Regions from separate parts of the Sus scrofa genome. Here region 2 is linked to region 1. A link is a contact called in public HiChIP or PLAC-seq data. All regions are on one chromosome and are shown on one strand. The core of a region is the stretch at or near the end of the contact, and the rest is flanking DNA. Distances in the headings are between cores, read along the strand shown. Region 1 overlaps LOC100522401 (WASH complex subunit 2A). Region 2 overlaps ALOX5 (arachidonate 5-lipoxygenase).

Region 1 (5,247 bases), core at 39-2,538:
ACAAAGTTGTCATAATCTCTTGCCATTTGTTTTTCTAGGATAATCTTTTTGGGGCTACAACTGCTAAGAAGCAGACATCATCTCTACTAACTCAGAGCCAAGAGAAAGCAAAGCCCTCTGAGCCTTCCAAAAAGAAAGCATCTGCCTTATTGTTTAGCAGCGATGAGGAGGTGGGTTAGAAGTTATCTCCTAGAGAAGAATAGCAGATGGTTTGATGTATTTAAGTGTTTTGGCTGTCTTAAACATTTTCTTTTCTGCCTGTTTTAAATCTAGTGAAAGACTATGTTGACAAGACTGTCTTTCTATTTTTTTTTTTTTTTTTTTTTCTGCTGGCCTGTGCCACAGCCACAGCAAAGCGGGATCCGAGCCGCATCTGCGACCTACACCACAGCTCACGGCAACACCAGATCCTTAACCCACTGAGCGAGGCCAGGGATTGAACCTGAAACCTCATGGTTCCTAGTCGGATTTGTTAACCACTGCACCACGATGGGAATTCCTGTCTTTCTATTCTTGAAGAAGGATATTTAGTATGATATATTAAATTAAAGATTAATCTTTCCAAAATGCTTAGGAATAAAATAAGTATGGCCTTCAAATTGTAATATATGCTTATGCAGATGAGTTAGATCATATTTTACATTGTTAATGCTCTCTGTATTTCATTAATTAATAACTATAGCTAGGATTTGTCTTGTGACACAGTGGGTTAAGATCCAGCCTTGTCACTGCAGTGGCTTGGGTGGCTGCTGTGTTGTGGATTTGATTCCTGGCCTGGGAACTTCCGCATGCTGTAGGCATAGCCAAAAAAAGAAGTGTGGCTAGATATGGTAGGACTAGCCTAAGCTGGTTTAACTCCTTTTCTATAATGGTCTTAACATAATGTCTTCATTGTCTGTCTAGATACATAGTAGCAGAACTAGTTGAGAATACAGTTAAACTGTATTAAGCTGCTATTCATATTTAGCTGTACAGAAAAAGACTTTAAATATAATGATGTTAAAAACTGTGAGCATTAAAAACCTTCCTCTTTTAACAAGATAGATAAGTTATGAGGTTATAAGGTATATGGATAAATTATATATAACAGTGACCCAACCTTGGGCTGCCCAGTGGAACCAGCTGGAAAACTTTAAAGAGTACTGCTACCAGATTCTACCACTGGAGATTTTGAATTAATTGCTTTGGGGGTATGGCCTGTCACTGGAATTTTCTAAAGCTCTTTTGGGGATCCCAGTGTGTGGTCAGTGTCAAATGTCACTGCTCTTGGCAACACTTCTTAAACCATAACTGTGAAGAAATCACCTGGCATCCTGTTACAAAAGCAGGCTCTGATTGAGAAAGTTGGGGGTAGAACTGAGATTCTGTGTAACGGAAGCTTCTGCTTGTGGACCTCACTTTGGTTTGCAAAGCTCTAGATTCCAGAACCCACAGGACCACTTAAGCAAGGGCTTAGGCTTTCCTGATTTGAGGGGGTAAGCATAATAACTAGGTGAGGTTTCCTTAGATGCTTCCTAAAAGCCAGATTCAGAATTTTGTTGTGAAAGGATCCCTAGCAGTTTTCATTGTCTTGTTTACCTTGCATGAGATTTTTATACATTTTTTTCCCAGTCTGCTTTGGGATTTTTAAAAATTTAAATTCCAGCGTTATTCTCCTCCAAAGTTGAGAGTTCTTGACTTAAAATGTTCCTTCTCCTTCTCATCCCCCTCTGTCATGAATTGTGATCTCTGAAGTTGAGTTAGTTCCCTGTCCCAACACAGAGTAGGGTCATAGAGAAACATTGTGGCAGGTGGTGAGGGAGGAAGACGCAGAAGGTCTGTGAGGCCAAAGAACCCAGCCATCTAGATTTGAGTTCAGTAAAGTCCTGGACATGAGCTTTCTTCAGAAGTGATATACTTAGTTTAAGGAATGTGAATTTTCTTTTACTGCTCAGGTTTCTTAATCTGAATTGCCACAGGATTTTAATGTATGTTTTATACTTTAAGGACCAGTGGAATACTACTGTCTCACAGACCAACTCAGCAACTGACAAGTCTAAAGGAGAACTTAGGGACTCTGTGGCCCCCCAGAACCAAGAAGTTAAGACCGTGAAGAAGACCAGCCTCTTTGAGGAGGAGGATGAGGATGATCTGTTTGCTATTGCTAAGAACAGGTGAGACTGTCATCATAAGAAATCATTTCATCAGCGTTTGGAAGTTCCTGCTGTGTTTCAGTGGGTTAAAATCTGACTGCGGGGGCTTGGTTTGCTGTGAAGGTTGCAGGTTTGATTCCCAATCCTGATGCATGCAGTGGGTCGAAGGATCCCCAGTCCTGGCACAGTGGGTTAAAGCTGTAGCTGCAGCTCCGATTCAGTCCCTGGCTCGTGAACTTCCATATGCTGCGGTTGTGGCCATTTAGAAATAAAAAAGAGGGAGTTCCCGTTGTGGCGCAGTGGTTAACGAATCCGACTAGGAACCATGAGGTTGCGGGTTCGATCCCTGCCCTTGCTCAGTGGGTTAACGATCCGGCGTTGCTGTGGCTCTGGTGTAGGCCGGCGGCTACAGCTCTGATTGGACCCCTAGCCTGGGAACATCCCATATGCAGTGGGAGTGGCCCAAGAAATGGCAAAAAGACAAAAAAAAAAAAAAAAAAAAAAAGAAATAAAAAAGAAAGAAAGGAAAGAAAAGAAAAAAGAAATAATTTCCTCAGCATTTGTGTATCAGGTGCAAGGTGTCAGTTGCTGGAGGTGGCATGCTGATCATTCATTAACTGGTAATTGTGCAAATGAGAATGTCTTTGATTTTCATTTGCCAAGTATTCTCCCTGGTCCTCGGAAATGTTTTTCTTCGTGGGTCCTTATCTGATTTCCTCTAGTTATCTTTTTTTTTTTTTAGCCTAAAAGATTATTTTTCTTTGTTAGGGGTTTAAGTACAGTTTGTTGTAGTTTTTTAGGAGGATGGTTCTCTGCAGAGTTGCGCTGTATCACAACTGGTAACCCGTAGCTAAAATAAATGCTCCTACACATTAAGGCTCCGACTAAAAGGCAGCAGGTTATGTAGAGGGAGCATGGGCTGTGGTTTGTATTGTAATGTGCTGCCAGATTAGCTGTGAATTCAGAGAAACTCCCTGGCAAATGTGTATGTGTGTGTGTGTATATTTTTCTTTAGATCCTTAAGTGATTACTCAGAAATTTTAACTGAAGGTAGTAGCATAAAGAGGCAATTGGGAGTTCCTGTCATGGCTCCGCGGTTAATGAGCCTGACTAGTATCCATGAGGACTGGGTTCGATCCCTGGCCTTGCTCAGTGGATTAAGGATCCGGTATTGCCATGGACTATATGGTGGGTCATAGATGCGGCTCAGATCCCCTGTTGCTGTTGCTGTTGCTGTGCAGCTGCAGCTCAGATTCGACCCTTATCCTGGGAACCTCCATATGCCACAGGTGCAGCCCTAAAAAGATGAAAAAATAAAAAGGAGGTAATTGATTGGACATATATGCAATCGATGCATTGATGTGGTTTGATGGATTCAGAAGTGTCTCATATTTCTGTCTGAATACTGTGATCTCTTCAGATGTCACCATTTCTACTCTGGCCCTGTGACTTGGCCCCTGGATGTATCTTGGGCCTCTGGTTAAGAATAGAGGTTCTGGAATCCCAATACCTGTTATTAAATTCTAGCTCTGCCAGTTGTTCTCTGAATAGCCTTAAACAAGTTGCCTAGTCTCTCTGTTTCTCTCTGTTAAACAGAAATGATGAGTACGTCTCTCATAGGATCATTGAGAGGAACTAAATGAAATCCAAAAGTGAGATAATAACTGGTACATTGTAAGCACCTAAATGTAATTTACCATCTTTAGTGCAGGGGAATTAACATTTCATTCCTTTATTTTTTTTCCTCTCCCTCTCTTTCTGTCTCCTGGGACACTCTTCCTTTGTTGCCTGGCCAGCATCTTCCAAGACTCAGTTTAGGCTCTCTCTTTTGAGGGCTTCCCTAACCCAGACAGATGAGAAAAAGAAGAAATAGCATCAGAGGCTAGAGCAAAAATGGCTCCATCTTTAATACCCACTGCCCCCCCCTTTCACATGAGCATTTTCTACCTTGTATAGAAATTATCTGTTTACATGGGTACCCCTCCCTTTGCCCCCTGCCACACATATGGTTACAAGTTTAGAGGTTAGGAAGCATTTGTAGGTCCCAGTACCAACTACACACAGTATCTGACTTTCAGTAATGCAAGCTTTCATCAGATTCTCAAAAAAGCTTTTACAGACGATAACAAGTGTACAAGAGGATGTGGAGAAATTGGAGCCTTCACAATTGTTGGCAGGACTGTAAAATGGTGCAGCCACTTTGGAACACAGTCTAGCAGGTCCATAAAAAGTTAACCATAGAATTGGAGTTCCCGTCGTGGCTCAGTGCTTAACGAATCCGACTAAGAACCATGAGGTTGCGGGTTTGATCCCTGGCCTTGCTCAGTGGGTTAAGGATCCGGCGTTGCCGTGAGCTGTGGTGTAGGTTGTAGACACAGCTCGGATCCCACATTGCTGTGGCTGTGGTGTAGTCCGGTGGCTACTGCTCTGACTGGACCCCTAGCCTTGGAACCTCTATATGCCACGGGAGCAGCCCTAGAAAAGGCAAAAAGACAAAAAAAAAAAAAAAAGTTAACCATAGAATTGCCACAGGACTCAATTTCAGTTTTAGTTTTTTGAGGGTTTTTTTTTTTTTTTTTTTTTTTTGGCTTTTTTAGGGCTGCACTCTCGGCATATGGAAGTTCCTACCTTCGGTTGAATTGGAGCTGTAGTTGCCGGCCTACACCACAGCCACTACAATGCCAGATCCGAGCCATACCACAACTCACAGCAACACCAGATCCTTAATCCACTGAGCGAGGCCAGGGATCGGTTCATTACTACTGAGCCATGACAGGAACTCTCAATTTCAGTTTTAGTTATATGCATAAAAGAAATGAAAACACATCCACCCAAAAACTTGTGCATGAATGTTTACCATAATGCTACTTAACCCCAAAGTGGAAACAGCCTAAAAGTCCATCAGCTGAAGACGAATCAACAAATTGTGTTATAGCCATACAATGGACTCTTAACCAGCAATGAGAACTAAAGACTGATACATGCTACAGTATAGATGAACCCTGAAAATATTGTGTTAATTGAAAGAAGCCAGTCATAGAAGACCCCATGAATGATTCCATTTGTGTGTAATGTGGGAAAGCGATAAATCCATAGAGACAGAAAGTACATGAGT
Region 2 (4,872 bases), core at 511-3,010, 260 kb after region 1:
CTCTTGCTGAATTCCTTCTGCACGGAGACATGAAGAACCTGAACCTCAGTGAGTCCAGACACTGGGTGAGTGATTCTAATTTAAAACCTTTAAGACCTATAAAAATCCTAATCTGTGTTTAGGCTGGGTTCGAGTCCTGGCCATGGATTCAAGTTATAATCTGTGTTCTGGCTAGGTGCAGGCTGTTAATACTGTCAGTTTCACAAGCTAGAGACGCTGGGGCCCCTCCACCCCAGCCAGGCATGGGAAAGGCACCTGATGTAGAAAATGACACGGGCCTACCTGGAGACTCCCCTTCGGGTCCTGCCTCAATTTAGCAAATGCTTCTCTCCTTTGTATCAGCTTCCAGGGGTCCCTGGAAGCCATCCTGCTCTTGAGGAGGGTCTTGGGACCACAACGCTGGCAACCTCTGCGAGCTGCAGGAACCAGCTACCTGGAATGTGGTGGAACACAGCCTAGGCAGTGGTGACTGCACACAGTAGGTGCTCAGTACCTCAGAGCTGGAAAAAACCCTGGCATAATCCTATCTGTGGCTGGTAGCATCATCACTTTTATCCAGACCCTCGGGGGGGGGGGGGGGGGGGAAAGAGCTTTTACACACATGCTTGTTTTACACACATTTGTTGCGGCCTCGCCACTGCTAGTCAGGCCTCCCAGCTAAGTGTCTACCAGCCATGCTAGCTCCTTCTTCACCCAGTGTCCCAGCCCTCCTCCTCTACCTTCCCTGTAGGCTGCATGTCCTGGGACAGAAACCCTTGTTAAGGTGGAGGATTAAACCTCACTGTGACCTCCAGTGTCTGCTGTGGAAAAGGACTTATTTCTGGGAGAAGAGAGGCCTTCCTAGGCCTACGGTCCTCCCAGCCCTGAGGAAGCCCAGCACCAGATGGTCTGCAAAGAGGTCCTGGACCCCGCGGCATCTTGTGGGGAACTGGGAGTGAGTCACAGCCCCGTGTAGGTCACGGTCCCCCCAGCTGAGTCTCTTTGACTTCAAAACAGAAGGTTGGCACCAAAAACAGGGTGGGGTCTGGCAATACTCGGAGGAAACCACAGATCCCGGAAGAAGTGGAGTTAGGAGGAACATATTTGCAAGTTATATCTGGAGACAAAATATTGCTACATACAAAATATTGCTTAAAGACACCTGGAATAGTAGGGACTTCAAGATCTGTTATCACACAAAGGGGAACCTGTAGCCAGAGATGGCCCCTGGCTTTTTTTGAGGTCACATAGCCAGGTAATTATATGGTCAAGAAATGGCACAGCCAGGTAAAAACAGAACACAGCCAGGCAAGAGCCACACGGAGTGGCTGACCTGGACTGGGCACTAGCTGTTGGCCCTATGCTGGCAGAGGCGGGAGCCCCTGTTTCCTCTGCTTCCCCAGCCCTTTTCCTTCTTCCTACAGCTTCTCCATTTCCCATTTCATGCTTTTGCTCTTTGGCATGGGTGGCAAGGCTTACTGGAGGGCGGGCCTTGTACCAGGCAGAGCAGGTGGCTTGGAGGAAACTCGCCAGAATTATCCAGAAGTGGTGAGGAAACCAAGCTGCCCAGAGGCGGAGGCTCAGGGGAAAGGCCTCTGGTGATCTCTGGCCTGAGTTTCAGTGTTCCACAGGCAGCAGCTCAATGATGGGAGCCTCGGGACGCAGGCCAGGTCCTGGCTCTGGGTTTTTTCTGTCAGGGATTTTCAGAGCAGAAGGGCTGCCAGGTACAGGGTAGGCGCTGTTTCCCCATCAGACCACTAGGGGGTCTCAGAGCCCCAGTTCCTGTGCTGGGGCCTGGACACAAGAGTCCTGGGTGGGGCTGGGAGTCCACATGCAAGGTCAGGCCGAGGCCAGAGAGGGCAGCTGAAGTGGAGGCAGGTCAGCAAAGAGTGTTAAGGGCCTGGCCTAAGATCCCAGCCCAATCTCTTCCTAGCCACCTGGCATTGGCCAAATCCCTAACCTTCTGTGCCTCAGTGTCCTCATCCATGAAATGGGCACAGTGATTGTCCCTGCCTCACAGGGCTGACATGAGATAGAGAAGGCACTGGTATGTAAAAGGGGTTCAACAAATGTTAGCGATTAGTACTATGATTATCACTTACTGTTAACAGTAAAGTCTGCAGCCTTAGGCTGTGGTGTTCTGGGCGGACCAGAGGACAAATTCATAATCCAGGCTACAGCACAGCCCTTTGCTCTCTGCTTCCCCAGGTCCTTCTGTCTAATTCACTCATCCCCCTTATACCTTCACATTCAATTCACAGAAGAGTATTTACCTATAGGTTCCTCTTTATGTACTCCCCTGTCCTCCACATGTCCTCACCCAGGGCACTGGTGACTTCTTAGTGGCTCTATCCAAAAAGTCAGCTCTAAACTCCCCTGATCTCTCTGAAGCATCTGACAGCCAACCCCCTTCTTCTTGACACTAAAATGCTGAGCCCCATGGACCTCATGCTTCAAACCCCCATGATCCTACACCTCCACCCTCGTAAAGGCTGAGATCCTTGCCCAGTTCCCTGCATTGGCAGACTCAGTACCACTTCCCTGCAGAGGCCCCCACTCTGGTCCTCCTCAATCCTGGAATTCTCACTGCCTTGAAATACCATCCCCTCTGCTCCTCCAATCACCATGGTGAACTCCAATGAATCCTTCAAGGCCCAAGTTGGGCTTCTCTCTTAGAAAACTTTTTTCCTGGTGCTGTCTCCTCAGAGATTCCTCGCTGCCTCAAGTGTTCCCAGTACTCCTTTCTTAAGGAATATCTACCACATGCTATTGTGATGTGCTGTCCACAGCTTGGTCCCCTCTAGATGGTAAGCCTCTTGGTGTCAGGACCAAGGGTCCACTTTTGATTCATCTCAGGTCCCCACCCCCAGGAGCTCAATAAGCATTTGTCAAAGGACTGGCTGCTCCTCTGGACCGGATCCCTTGGGAGTGGAAGAATCTCCTAAAAGCCAGAAAACAGGCAATGACAGAGCCTGAGATGACACCTCCCTGGCCAGTCTCCTTCTTTGGGCTCTGGAATGAGGAGAAAGTCCTCCCAAGTACATAGAATGGAGAAACAAGAGGGAACTCACACACAGTGTGCTAGACCTCACCATAGTGGCACTGCCTACATGAGTTCATTTAAATCACAGCAATTCTAGCAGCTAGGCAGCATCAGCCATGTATCATAGGAAGGACATGGGTCAGAAAACATATAACTCTCGCAGAGTTTGAAACAAGTGCAGCTGACCAGGCTCTAAATAAGGTGACCTTTTGCTTTTAAAGGGTAATTAGAGATGAATTGATACTTGGTACTATAATTTTAATAGATCAACTGATTTTTTTTCTTTCCAGGAAAGTATAACCTCATGGACCAGCAGCATCAACACCCCCAGAACTTTATTAGAAATGCAGACTCTCAGGCCCATCCTAGACCTCCTGAATCAGAAACTCTGGGGGTGGGTCCACAAGTCCAGATTTTAACAGGCCTTCCAGGAGATTCTGATGCAAGCTATAATTTGAGAACCACTGCTGTAGGGATTGCAGTGGTTTCCAAACTAATCTGACTACAGAACAAACCCCTTCTAAAGGAAACTGCTTTATGATTGGTGTTAACATATCTTTTTTGTTGTTGTTGTTGTTTTTTGTTTTTTTTAGGGCCACATCTATGGCATATGGAGGTTCCCAATCTAGGAGCTGAATTCGAGCTGTAGCTGCCTGCTTACGCCACAGCATTTCTAATAATGCCAGCTATAGTAATGCCAGATCTGAGCCGCATCTTTGACCTACAGCACAGCTCATGGAAACGCCGGATCCTTAACCCACAGAGTGAGGCAAGGGATCAAACCTGCGTCCTCATGGGTCCTAGTCAGATTCGTTTCTGCTGCGCCACGATGGGAACTCTTGGTGTTAACATAATTTTATGACCCATTTTAAACCAAAAAAACCCCTGCTACTTTGGTGACTATAATTAAACACTTCCAGGTTTGTCTGCCTTTTGGGTGGGACTCTTCTTTCCCCCTACATTTCCTGCTACAAATTTATTTTCCAATGGGATACCTCTGAGTTTATAAGAGAATTCACTAGAGGTAAAAATGATTGATATACAGACAGGGAACAGATAGGACAAGGAGGAGATGACCGTAAAAATTTCCAAGAAGATCAGAGGACTAGGGTAGCACTTGTGAAGTAAAGGGGAGAATCCTATTCCTATGAGTGCTTTGGTGCTGGGGAACCAACTTGTTTCTGAGCTGGGGTGGCAGTAAGAGGGTGTGGGGACATCTTCCAGCAAACCCTTGTGGCTGTGGCTTCCAAAGTCAGGAGAATAGGCTCCCTCAGCTTCTCTGTTCCCGTGACTTCATCTCACTCCTTCTTGTTCCCACCCTGCCTTAGGGAGCCCCACCCCAGACCTTGCCACACTGCTTCGCTCTCTTTCTGCCTCCATGGGAACCCTTCCCCATCCACTGTCAGCCCATCTTTCCTCCTGACCTTCAACTCGGGGCCCTGCTGTTTCCTTCTCTTCACCACCTGCTCCTTTCAAGGAGCTGCCACTTATGTAATTTTGCCTGACCTCAAACCAGGAGTGGGGGGCAGGTCTGTGGGGCTGGGAGCAGGGGTGGGAGGAGTTACTGCCCTCAGACCACACTCCTCCCCCTTCCCTGCAACAAAACCTCTATCCGGCTCTCAACCCCCTCTCCCCTGTTGCTTGTCGGGCTCCCACCCTTGATTGGCCTCAACGCTCCCTGAAGCCTCCGCTAAACCCCCAGCCTGCATGTCCCACTGGTCACAGGCTCTCAATCTCAATCTGCTCCAAGACTGGACTCGTCTCATCACCCCCCAAACTTTTTTCTCCCCCATTTTTCGCCATCCCGAAGCATATGGAGTGCCAGGGCCAGAGATCAGATCTGAGCTGCA

Evidence for each region. HiChIP or PLAC-seq counts read pairs in DNA pulled down with a chosen protein or histone mark.
Region 2: a contact with region 1 is called in an H3K27ac HiChIP or PLAC-seq map of alveolar macrophages. The contact joins two enhancer-like sites. A contact is called at or near these places in 2 of 2 datasets of contacts at active chromatin or transcription factors (alveolar macrophages and skeletal muscle).

The regions. Positions count from the first base shown.
Region 1 is chr14:90,616,398-90,621,644 of Sscrofa11.1, forward strand. LOC100522401 (WASH complex subunit 2A) reads left to right here. Exons shown (of 33, transcript XM_003133111.6): 19 at 39-170; 20 at 1,987-2,153. Among named protein-coding and RNA genes, the nearest start is that of ZFAND4, 25 kb to the right of the region's middle. Within about 2 kb of position 1,289, at least 1 of the 83 cell types and tissues checked has an H3K27ac peak or open chromatin away from gene starts, as enhancers often do. A contact at or near this core is called in alveolar macrophages, where this site is marked.
Region 2 is chr14:90,873,676-90,878,547 of Sscrofa11.1, forward strand. The region is part of intron 4 of ALOX5 (arachidonate 5-lipoxygenase); the gene reads right to left. Among named protein-coding and RNA genes, the nearest start is that of ALOX5, 31 kb to the right of the region's middle. Within about 2 kb of position 1,761, at least 10 of the 83 cell types and tissues checked have an H3K27ac peak or open chromatin away from gene starts, as enhancers often do. A contact at or near this core is called in alveolar macrophages, where this site is marked.